Regions from separate parts of the Anas platyrhynchos genome. Here region 2 is linked to region 1. Evidence: chromatin contacts called from public Hi-C data. All regions are on one chromosome and are shown on one strand. Each heading gives the region's core, a stretch centred on a gene start, on an enhancer-like site or on the middle of the called end of the contact. The rest is flanking DNA. Distances are from core to core; before and after follow the strand shown. Region 1 has its middle 45 kb from the start of FAM3C. Region 2 overlaps FAM3C (FAM3 metabolism regulating signaling molecule C).

The links. Hi-C and Micro-C count contacts between places; a contact is called where the count stands out from the background.
Region 2: a contact with region 1 is called in a Hi-C map of liver, with 4 times the contacts expected there. The contact joins two enhancer-like sites. A contact is called at or near these places in 4 of 8 Hi-C or Micro-C datasets (F1 follicle, liver, skeletal muscle and 1 more).

The regions. Positions count from the first base shown.
Region 1 is chr1:24,356,197-24,362,104 of IASCAAS_PekinDuck_T2T, forward strand. No RefSeq gene overlaps it. Among named protein-coding and RNA genes, the nearest start is that of FAM3C, 45 kb to the right of the region's middle. Within about 2 kb of position 4,410, at least 2 of the 8 cell types and tissues checked have an H3K27ac peak or open chromatin away from gene starts, as enhancers often do.
Region 2 is chr1:24,428,843-24,434,716 of IASCAAS_PekinDuck_T2T, forward strand. FAM3C (FAM3 metabolism regulating signaling molecule C) reads left to right here. Exons shown (of 10, transcript XM_038185043.2): 6 at 2,979-3,037; 7 at 4,380-4,430; 8 at 4,883-4,967. Among named protein-coding and RNA genes, the nearest start is that of WNT16, 27 kb to the right of the region's middle. Within about 2 kb of position 1,694, at least 2 of the 8 cell types and tissues checked have an H3K27ac peak or open chromatin away from gene starts, as enhancers often do.

The DNA of each region.
Region 1 (5,908 bases), core at 3,160-5,659:
AAAATCACCAGTGATTGTAATCTCTGAAGAGAAATACTGTTTTCCATTGTATCTAGATCTTATCACCTAAAGTGTGGGTAATTTGAAAAGATGCAAGTGGATGTAATCAGACTGGAATGTGCATTGTGCAATTCTTGAGCCAGACTTGCGGCACTAACCTTTAGTTAAATTACATTACTGAAGTCATAGCAATTGTCTGAATTAAAAGGAAATTATATACACAATCATATGGAAATCTTAAATCTTAAGCCTTCCTTTGGGAAATTTTTCCCCATCAGCCTTTCTCTTCCATAATTAAACTTTTGTGGAAATATTCAAGTGACTTTTGTTAAAGAGTTTATATTAAGAACCACAAATCACCACAGACATAAACCAGCAATAAAACATAAAGGTTTATTGGTTAGGAGTTATTGGTTATTGTTTCTCTTCTTCTTTAATAATTAGTAAATCCTGCTAATAGGCTTTTGCTGGAAACTTGAGATTCCACTCATTGCCCAAGATGGAGGTTCCTGCTTTTGTCAAAAATAAATAAATAAATAAATAAATAAATAAACAAACAAACAAACAAACAAACAAATGCTTATTTGAGTCTTATCAGTTTTATTATAAGTTGCAAATGTTGCACACATGGACAAAGTCTGACCAGTGTATTTTGGAGAACTGTAATAGTACAATAAGAAGTCAGCTTGTGAAAATTTAGGATTTTTTTTTTCTTCTCTGTGGATCCCCTCACAACTATTCCCAGTGCCCATTTATGATTCAGCTAATCCCTAGAAACCACATGATATTTCTAATTATACTTCATTATGAACAAAATACATGTACAATACCATTGATGCAATATTAAGGACTAACAGCTGCTCCCAAGAGTTTTTGTTTGTTTGTGTTGTTTGTTGTTTGTTTTTTGTCCTTTTCTATGTCAAAGGCTCATTCTGTTCACTAAGAAATTCTTCTCCAGTAGAGTTTGGTGGAACTTTTCCCAGTACCTTTGGCCAGACTAAGATACTATGCAGTATGTTTTGCATTCTTGCATGCTTTTAAAAAACTTTTGATGAATTATTGTTTCACTGAAGTAAGTTGCAAAATTCCACATGATTTCTGTGGGGACAGGACATTAGCAGATGTGTTTATTTGTTGTATAGTAGGCTTTTTCCCAGGACCAGACTTGCAAAGATGACAGCAGCCAATAAACACAAGAATCTGTTTCTTTTCGTTGTTAATGCTGAGCTTTCTTTTATCTTTTTATCTGCTCATATATTTGTATTTGGACATTTGTATGAGCTAGAATGCTATTTACAGTCCTGAGAAACAGTAGTTTCTACTTCTGTGCCATCCAGTTCTCCCACTCAAAAAATGAGCAGCATATGTGTCACTCCTTTCCTTTCCCGTTTTCACATGACTAAACAAGTCTGAACTTTTCATAATCAAGAGAAGTGTTTAGAAAAACTACCATAACACCATGTATTATTATGTCAGCCAAACAGTAAAAGCTTTCTGCAGACTGAATCCATTGCCTCAATGTAAGGGAGCAGTCTATGATCTGGAGAAACGGGCTCAATGATCAGGTAGCCACCTAGGCTAGTTCTTAAGAGACCTCCCTTCTCAAATGCAGATGCCTTGTTCAGGGTATCAATAATGTCCCTCAACCTGCCCTAGCTTCATAGCCTTCTTTAGGAGGCAGCCTTGACTGTAAATGAGATATCTTCATTTTCCTTCTCTCTTAAGGGATTCGTTCTGCCTCGAGGGTGCTGAAATTCATAACTTTGTACTGTACCTGCTAGAAGTTACCAAATCTAGTACACCAATAGAGGCAAGGCCGCCACAACTTCATCTCCTCACATCCAGCCAGTAGTAAGCCTGAGTGTGTACCCCCAGTAGGCACAGACACACACACTTTCAATGCATGTATACATGGATGTGTACAGACATAGATTTATCTACATACATGCATAGCTGGCCACATAGATTAACACAGACAGAAAATGCAACAGTAAGCTGATACAGCACAAACAGACTGATCCTGCTCCGCTCTGGGGCTGATTGCATTGAAAGACTGTTAGTAGAAAATTTGTACATGCATACTCCCAGTAGCTTCCCTTGGACCCCAACCCTCTCAGTTGGTGGTGCCCGGACATGGAGCCCCTGAAGCCACAGCCCCACTGCAGTTGCTCTGACCTGCACACACACACACACACACCCCAGCAGCCATCCGTGCACATTTGGTCTTTTCAGTAGCTGGCCCTGGACCCCCTGGCCTCATGCACAGATACACACATGCAAATGGGTTTGTCCAGTAGCTGGTTCAGACCTATGGCCCCTCCAGTAGCAACTCACAGACCCCACAATCTCTTGAGTAGCCAATATGAGACCTTGTAGTCCCTGCAGTAACCAACTCTCGGAGCCCCTGTTTTCTTCAGGGTGTGGCCCAGACAGACACACAGGCTCCTGAGACTGCTGGTCCCCCTCCAGCAGCTGCCCTCAGGCCCCAGACACACACATAGTAGAGATCTCAGCACCCAGGAAAAGAGTTTGGACTCATCAAGAAGATAGGATAGACTGTGAGGATCAGATGAAGGGCATGACCAGACAAGTGTACAAACCAGCAACATGTTTGCATATGAATAGACCCTTTTTATCCCCTTCCCCCCCCACTTTTTTCCTTTTTTTTTCTATTTTTTCCACTCTTGCTCCTTCTCAAACAACCTCAATCTCTTCCTTTGCCCGCTTTCAGGTCCTCCTCTAAATATCCCATAACTCTTTCACATACCCCAAATACTCTTTCCAACCTACTGTAATAGTTCCCATATCCTTGTTGGCTGGAATCCCTCTGCCCAGTCTTAAAGTGATCTTGTGAGAGTCTCTCCTTGAGCCTGGGCAGTGGAGCTGATGGCCTTCCTGTGGTAGGCCAGGGAGTTGGGGTCCTCAGCTGGCACTGATTAGGTTGCTGTATTACAGAATCACAGAATCACAGAATTTCTAGGTTGGAAGAGACCTCAAAATCATCGAGTCCAACCTATGACCTAACACTAACAGTCCTCCACTAAACCATATCCCTAAGCTCTACATCTAAATGTCTTTTAAAGACCTCCAGAGATGGTGACTCCACCACTTCCCTGGGCAGCCCGTTCCAATGTCTAACAACCCTTTCGGTAAAGAAGTTCTTCATAACATCCAACCTAAAACTCCCCTGGTGCAACTTTAGCACATTCCCCCTCGTCCTGTCACCAGGCACGTGGGAGAACAGGCCAACCCCCACCTCGCTACAGCCTCCTTTAAGGTATCTGTAGAGAGCAATAAGGTGGCCCCTGAGCCTCCTTTTCTTCAGGCTGAACAAGCCCAGCTCCCTCAGCCGCTCCTCGTAGGACTTGTTCTCCAGACCCCTCACCAGCTTTGTCGCCCTTCTCTGGACTGCTCCATCACATTTATGGAGGTAATCCTCAAATCACATAACCTAAAATTCCTGCTTTGCACAGAAATCACTTGTGCACTTGTCTGAGGTGAGTATCAGTCAATGGTCTTACTGTTGCGCAGGGGAAACCTGTGTCTCTTGGCACCATGGCTATGCTGAGTTTAACACCTGGTGCCATCAGACCTTTAGAAAAGCAGGACAGTCCTGGATCTCATCAATACTTTGAGCCCTAATCAGAAGCCAGGTCTCCTTCCAGGTGCACAAATCATAAGATCACTTTCCCAAGTTTGTAACCTCTACCTATTGTGCTACTGCTTTGATGAGCCCACATTCTCCAGCACAACACGCACAGCTGTACTCACTGCAAGTCTGGATGCTCTTCTGAGAGTTTAGTCTTGCAGCTTCCAACCCCCTTCAGCAGAAGAAAAGGTGAAACTTAAATTCTTTCATCTTGAATGCTAACCCTTGAACAGCTACACAAAAGGAAGAAAAGTAGTACTTGCCAGCACACTATCTCGTCATGCATTTGGGAGAAATCTATCTCGTTATTATAAGTACTTACTGGTTTGAGTCCCAGGCTCAGAAACACCACTTTACAAATCATTATCTGGTTTAAGCTTCAATAGTTTATGAGGTTTTCTAAGTGTCAAAACATAGAGGGGAAAAACTTTGTGTGGACTTAAAGAGTCTTGAAGATTAGATGGCAATTTTTTTAAGAGCTGGCTTTTGGATGTCTAACTATGAAGGTGGTTTGGAACGAAGTGACTAAGACAGCCTGCCTTCTGTATCTGTAAAGTCTATGTGGCATTTACATTTATTGAGTGTCTACGTTGTAATCCTGATGGTTCTCCGAACCTTATCCTTGCAGACTAAATATAGGCTCCCAAGCAGATGCAGAAATGCTCTCATCAGAGCTGTGAGCTTTCACACCCCCGTCCAGCACATGTGCAGACACATCTCCAAAGAGAGCAGATAACAGCACATGCATCTGGCATCCTTTCCATAAGACAAACACAGCTTCAGACGGTGAGTCACGCACTGAATCATCATCTGAACAGGGCTATCACCTCTGTTTCTAGAACTTCACCATAAGAAATGTAAAATATTTTTGTTTTACTTTACTACAAGAAAAATATATGCAACATTTCCAACTAAAACACTCCCACCTTTTCTTCTCAAGCTCTGCAATCCAACCCAATGGCCCTTTCTAAATCATATTTATTCCTTAGGGAAAAAAACAATACACGTATATATGTATACATATGTATGTATGTATAAGTATAGTCTTTTCTTACTTGTTTACTTTACAGATGTGGAATTGTTTGGCTGTGTGGTTATAAAGGAGCATATAAAAATATATTAATAAAAAAGGCTTTATTTTGGATAGCAAATCAGTATTTCTGTCACCAAAAGAAAAGTATCTTGGTGTCTTTTTGGAAAGACTAAATGATCCCAGAAATTCTACTCCAACAGATTGACACTAAAAAAATCTTGCACTGATGTGATCACAGTAACAAATTATATTATTTCTTCTAGCCAAGGTTCCCAGTGCTCTTTGCAGATATTATTGATAAGCTTTCTCACAGCCTTGTGAGAGAAACAAACACTACTTTCCCCACTTTCTGTATAAATAAACAAGCTCAAGCAAGGTTAAATGACACCCAGTAACATGGGAAAGCTTCAGCTCTAAATTACTGCAGTAGCTGCACCACTGGAAGAAAGGGCTCACGTCAGAAAATCCGAATGCTTTATTAAAGTCAAAACATATGAACTGACCTGTCTGTGGTTTCATCATTAACATACAGAGCAATGTTGCCTCCTATAGACAGCGCACCTGTATAATTAACCTGGAGTTCATTTATCATACATTTTTAAGAAACAGAAGGCAGAGAAGATGAGCTTTCCTCTTTCACATTAACCAAGCTGTCCTAGGGAAGATACAAAGGATGGTGTCGCAGCTGTGCCTAAGCACTCCTCACTAAGATACAAGATTATTTCACTTGCACTTTAACAAGTTGTTGGTAACTGATTGGAGACTCTCACTGCAAATGTGATGTAAAATGTGTCAGCTCAGACTTCAGTCTAGGTTAATAAAAGAAAAAAAAAATGTTTTCTCTGGCATTTGCCAGGAAAGGAGCAAGCACCTAGGCAGTCACCTGCCTCCTCTGACATGCTTATTAATGTTCAGAACGTTCACTTATTAATGTTCAGAAACCCACTAGAGTGCCAGAGCCATTAGAGACAAAACAGCATCTCATTCTCATTAAAATGCAGCTCTGGAGGCTGCCCTTCAGGAGTAATGGCATGTGCAGTGTTGGCTCCGTTCTGCTTCCTGCAGAAAGGAGAGTGATTATGCGGAGTCATGAGTTCACTTTGCAGACGAAGAAGTAATATTAATGAAGGGGCTCTTGGAAACAGAGAAGCATGTGCAAACCTTTCCTTGTAGGATAGGAGATTATATTGTCAGTGCTGAGTAAAGGCTTGTTATGTACTAAAAGG
Region 2 (5,874 bases), core at 444-2,943, 70 kb after region 1:
ATGAATATTTCATTTAAGCAAGTGATGAAAAATAGTGACTGTCAAGAAATCCTCTATTCTTTTAATATTGGTGTACAACTTACTGCATAACTATTGGGGTCTTAAGTTCTGTTTCAATTGGCAAAAAGCTTTGCTAGTTCCTTCTGAGGAGGATTTTTAAAGTCTATTGAAGTGTCCGTCAGCAGGATTGATTAATTTTATATTATCTTCTCCTTTGTTCATAATACATTTGACTTCTCGTTCAAAAGCTGACATCATTTCTTGATTGTGAGTTTTCGGAAGAATTCTAAAACTGGTAAACTACTGCCCTCCTGTGAGAAAGCATTCACATTACACCCACTAGTATTTGTGACAGCACACAAGCCATCTCAGGTGTGTAAAGCAGTGTCTCAGAACTGTGAAGGGACTTACTTTATTTTTAGTAGCTCTTTTTGTAGTGATGTTTTTGACAATCCTGCAAAACGCCATTTTCTGGTTAAGTCGGGATTGCTGAATTTTTCTTGATAGTCTTCCTTGTGCTTCCAAGACACAGAAGCAGGAACAAGGTTTCATAAATTGTTTGTAATGTTTACAGCATAAGCTTTTGCTCTGTATTAAACAAGGGTGTCATTTAGTTTGACAGTAGTGAAACTGCTAGTGTAATTGGGAGTGCGTTTAAGTGCTCAGTGTTTCCTTTTTATTGTATAGATATTTTGGACTGTGGTGGGAGCTCTGCTCTGTAGATGTTCAGTTATGGTCTTGCTTTTCTGTATTGGAAGGGCATAATCCAAACTAAAAAATAATATACTGCAGTCATTGTCAAAATATTAAATATTGTGGTTGCTATGTGATGGGTTTAAAAGGAGCAATAGAGTTATACCTCTTTACTATCAACATGCAGTTTTTCTTCTGTAAAGAAGCCAGTTCCATGTTTGTGCAACAGTAACCATATAGCAGGATCTTACAGCATCCACCTTTAATAATTATTTTATTTCTGGTATTCATATTTGCAGGATTTTTTGGTATCTGAAGTCCATCATAGCTGTTAGGTGTGTGTGGTTTTTCAGTGCCTAATTAACCCAGTATTGGAAGTTTTTTGACTTCAGTTTATTTACTGAGAATCGTAGTTAAAAACTAAACTAAGTTCTTAATCTTTTTAGTAAATTAAAGTCCATCTTCTATGACCAAAGGAATGCATTCAGAACTTCATTGGTTTTGTTTTATTTCTTTTCAGTCTATTTGCCATATGTTTCTGTTGCTTAGAATTGATGCCTAGACATGATGTGAAAATGATGTGATCACAGAAGTAATGGACTTCCAGCGGCTAAAATGCTTCTGTAACTCCCTACTGACCAAAACTGAATTCCATATTTTAGAAGAAAATTACAAGTCCTCTTCTAATCACAAATGTTTGGCAGATGATATGTTAGAGGGCTGACAAAAGAATATGGTATCTTTCATCTCCGATTACTACTGCTATAAAACTGAAGCCACCATACAAAGAGTTGCCATTAGCTAGTGGGCATTCACTGCCTCTCTGAAATCGCTGATACTGAGTCTGTCCCAGATATGGTGTTGTCTGTATGAATTTGATCTAAATTTTGGCTTGTATCTTCATCCTAAGTGCAACGGACACCATCAGAGAGGAAGGTTCTATCATCATCTTTGTAACAGAGCATTTCTTGTTGCTAGCTCATGAGTAAAGAATTAGAATGGGGTGAGTAACAAATTAGTATGGGATGAGTAATGAATTAGTATGGGATGTTGCAGTGGTGTGTGCAAGCATGCAGTCCTTGTGAAACATTGAATAGTTGCTCAGACATGACCTGAAAATCATGTGGCCACAAAAGAAGTTACCTGATAAAAGTTTTGAAGATAGAAGGGTTGTACAAGCTTGCCAGCCCCTTCTTAGAGCAAGCTAGGGAAGTCAAAGCAGCCCTGGTCAGGAAGGAATTAACACATTTATTAGAGTGTGTTTGGAATTGATGAGATATGCTCCAGTATGCTTATGCTGAAATGCTTTCTTAAATCTGAGCTGAAGATTTCTTAACTGTCCTCATAGGGTTTTAACCCTTATTCCTGTTTCTCCTTGCTTATGTTAATGCTTTTAGTCCTAGCTTCAAAGTGGAACTGCTGGAATATTTAGGGCCTGTAGGTAGAACGGAGATCTTCATACAGTGCCAGTGAAAAATAATGAGATCATCTGTGAGCTTCCTCTCACTGGAGTGGTACCCTCACCATGGCCCAAGGCACCGTAGCTAACAGTCTTAACATTCCCATTAGCTCTTCTTTACAGCTCTGAACAGCTGCCATTTCACAGTGTCTCTGTACTTTCTGAGCTCCTTTTCTGCTCTGAGTTTGGCCAAGTAATTGTTGTCGTAGACTGTGGTGGTTTTGTTGGGATGTCTAATGGTACTCCAAGATTATAGTCACTTTTTGTTTAAAGTCCCATCAATATATTGACTATTTCCCTTGGACTTAGTTACTTCTGTCTGTCATAGGAAACATGTCTACATTGACTTTCTTGTTTAGTATTGTGATGCTGCAGTATTCATTTTAAATACTTTGGTTCAGTTAACTTTTAAACTCATTAACGATTTTGTTCATCCTATGCTTAAAAAAAGTATAAAATGTTGGTTACGTGACTGTGCTAAGCCCCTCAAATTGTTCTTCATGTTTCAGGCTCCTTAACTTCAAGGAATTTCCTTAACTGCACTGATAGCACTTTACTTTTGTTGGCATTTTTAATACACACATACTTTGAGCATTTAATCATCTTTTTTTTCAAGCTAAGTGGGTACAATTAGGGACATTAGATCTATCATTCTCAGTTCAGTGGTTCCGTAAAGGCACGTAGGAGACTTTGCTTCATTTAAGTACTCATGGGCACATGGTCTTTAAGATACACATCTTATGATTTAATCGTTCCTATTTAAAATTGAAATACTACATATCAGAAGATTGTCCTATTACAAATTAAATTGTTTATTTTGTTTCAGTTTAATGAGTGGAGTTAAAAATAATGTTGGCAGAGGAATAAATGTGGCCTTGGTCAATGGTAAGTGATGTTTAAGTGAGCAGTGTCTTCATTTTAAAATTCTTCCTGAAATTTAAGGCCCTGTTAAGGGATGATGAAGTACAAAGAGGAGGATAAGAGGCAGTATTCAGCATACGTACACGGAGATAACGTCAAATTTTGGTACTTACATGTTTTTGTTAGTATACAGTTTGAAAGTAGAAAAACTTAGAGCATTTTTGTTTCTGGAAATGTGTGATAATGCAGAGTTCCATTGTCATTATTTTAGCGATACATCAGATAACTTTCTAATGGTGTGTCTCTTGAATTTGTATATTGCCACCACTAATAAAATTCTGTACACCAAATTCTTCTCATACTGTTTTCAGTGAAACCTATTTAACAGTGTTACTACATGAAAAAGACAGTTCATTATTTCCTAGTTTGAAATCAGTATATTCTATTACTCCATATATAGAGATCTTGTCCCCAAATACATCCATGTTATATATTCAGGATTCTTAACTTCCATTAATAAATTTACCTGTGTGTCAGCTTGAAAGCTAAACTGAACGTCAGTACTGACAATTTTGTCCTTTATATGTAGGAAGCAATTTCTTGTAGCAGCGAGATAGTACTTTGTCAGTTCACAGCAATATAAATTCATATTATTTTTGGATCGTACTCAGGTTTATATCACCTAACACATGATTTGAACAATACTCACTTAATCCTATTTTGCCCTCCTAAATTGTCTCAGTCTGTTCAAAAACAAACCTCCCAGTTCCATATTATATAGCTGCCAGTCTTTCTCCTTGTCTTACAGATTTTATGTGATGTATCTATTAAAAACAAAACTCTACATTCCATCAAATACTGACGTTGTAGACAGCGCAGTAAAAATGGTGATGAACATACAATACCCACTTTCTTCTCTGTTTATTCTAAAAGTTTACATGGGCTAAGAAATTCCAGTTTGTAGCAGAACATGCAGTGTAATTTTGATCTTTATTGCTTCCTATGTGGTACTAAAAGCAAACTATAACTGTACTCTTTTTTTGCAAAAAGAACCTTTTTTTTTTTAAAAAAAAAAAAAAAGCTAAGTGCATTTTCTTTATTGCTCTTTCTTGAGGGTGTTCTGTGTTGTTTTTTTTATGTTTAACTTAATGTAAAATCAGTTTGCATCTTCTATCTTTTCTTTCCCCCCTCTTAGCTTTTCACAAATGGCTGTAGTGTTTAAGGAGAAATCTTCATGAAAGATAGAAGTACTTGATTTATAGAGTGTCTTCAGCACTTTTTCTGACAGTCATTAAGAGGAATTGGGCATGTTGTCTGTGAAGTACCTTTGGCTATTTCATTAAACCACGTATTTCTTTTTCTTCAGGTAAAACAGGAGAACCATTAGACACTAAATTCTTTGATATGTGGGGAGGAGGTAAGTGCAGTTATCCTAGCTGGTTAGAGAGAAGCAACCTGACTGTGTGCATGTGCTTGTGTGTGCCCCCTCTAGGCTCCGTTTGCTGTGGTGGTTTAAGCTTGACCTCAGCCTTTATAATTGTGAGGAGAATGCCACTTTAGAGAAACACAAAGGGGGATGGGGAGAGAGAAGAGGAGAATGGTGCATTTAATCACACCTGCTCATTCTCCTGAGTAGTTCCCACTAGCAGGTATGTCTTTACACAGTATAGATGAAACCCTTTATATAAAATGAGAGTTCTTCCTTGTGCATTTTATCTTTCTCACACTTACGATCTTGTTATAAATGTACAATTATAAATAATAATAATTATTAATTTAGCAATGTCTAAATTAAATAGATGTTGCAGGTTATTATAATATATCTAATGATTGGTGCTTATGTGAGTTTTTTTTGTGTTCTCTTTCCAGATGTGGCACCATTTATTGAATTTCTTAAGTCCATCCAGGATGGAACCATAGTGTTAATGGGAACATATGATGATGGTGCAACCAAGTATGTCATAGATTTATGCAGTTAATATTGCTTAACATTTTAAATGCTGTTTTGTACCTGGAAAAAAAAAAAAAAAAAGAAAAAGAAAAAACAAGCATTCTTCATCACACAACCACTTCTGATAAAGCTTTGTTCTTGCAAGATATGGGATTGTAAACTATGTTTTCAGCTGATTCATTTAATGATCCCAATGTGATATTTACATAGATTTATTTCTATACTTTCATGATCCCTAACAACAGAGAAACAATAAACTATAAAATTAGGCATATTAGCAGAAATATCCCAAGCGTTTTCTGCAAATCATAAATGCTGATTTTTTTTTTTTTAACCCCTCAGAGAAAAGGTGTTGATGCAACAAGAAGACAGTGTAGGGCAAATGGGACATGGCTATGAGAACACACCCTCTGATATGGAAATTGGTCTGTTTCATCCAGCACTTTTATCAGAACAACTCCAGGACAGAGTGTGGTAGTTAAAAATGTTCACAGACCATTGCTACAAAGTCTACATGTACCCTTCCTGTTTTGAGGTCTGAGATTTTACTGGTGTGAGCCTCATGCTTGTTGGCCTCAAAGTTTGGAACTGTTCAACTATCAAGCTTTTCAATTTAGACAATAGACATATCATAAGAGGTTTTAGTACTCTTTCAGCAGTATCTTCCAACCTTCTCAGCTTTGATCTTCTGGAATAGGTAGTAAAATTACTGTAGAAATTTGTATTGGGGTTACAATACAGATCTAAAGAATAGATTTATTCCATACTTAAGTCATACTGTCAAAAGGATTACTTTTTGTAGTGAAAAATGATTTTTTTTTCTTTTCCTCCTGTTTTAGACTTATTTAACTTTTTAATGGGTTCTGTACGTTCTTTTTCCTCTTTTGATGCAATTTGTTATCCACAACTT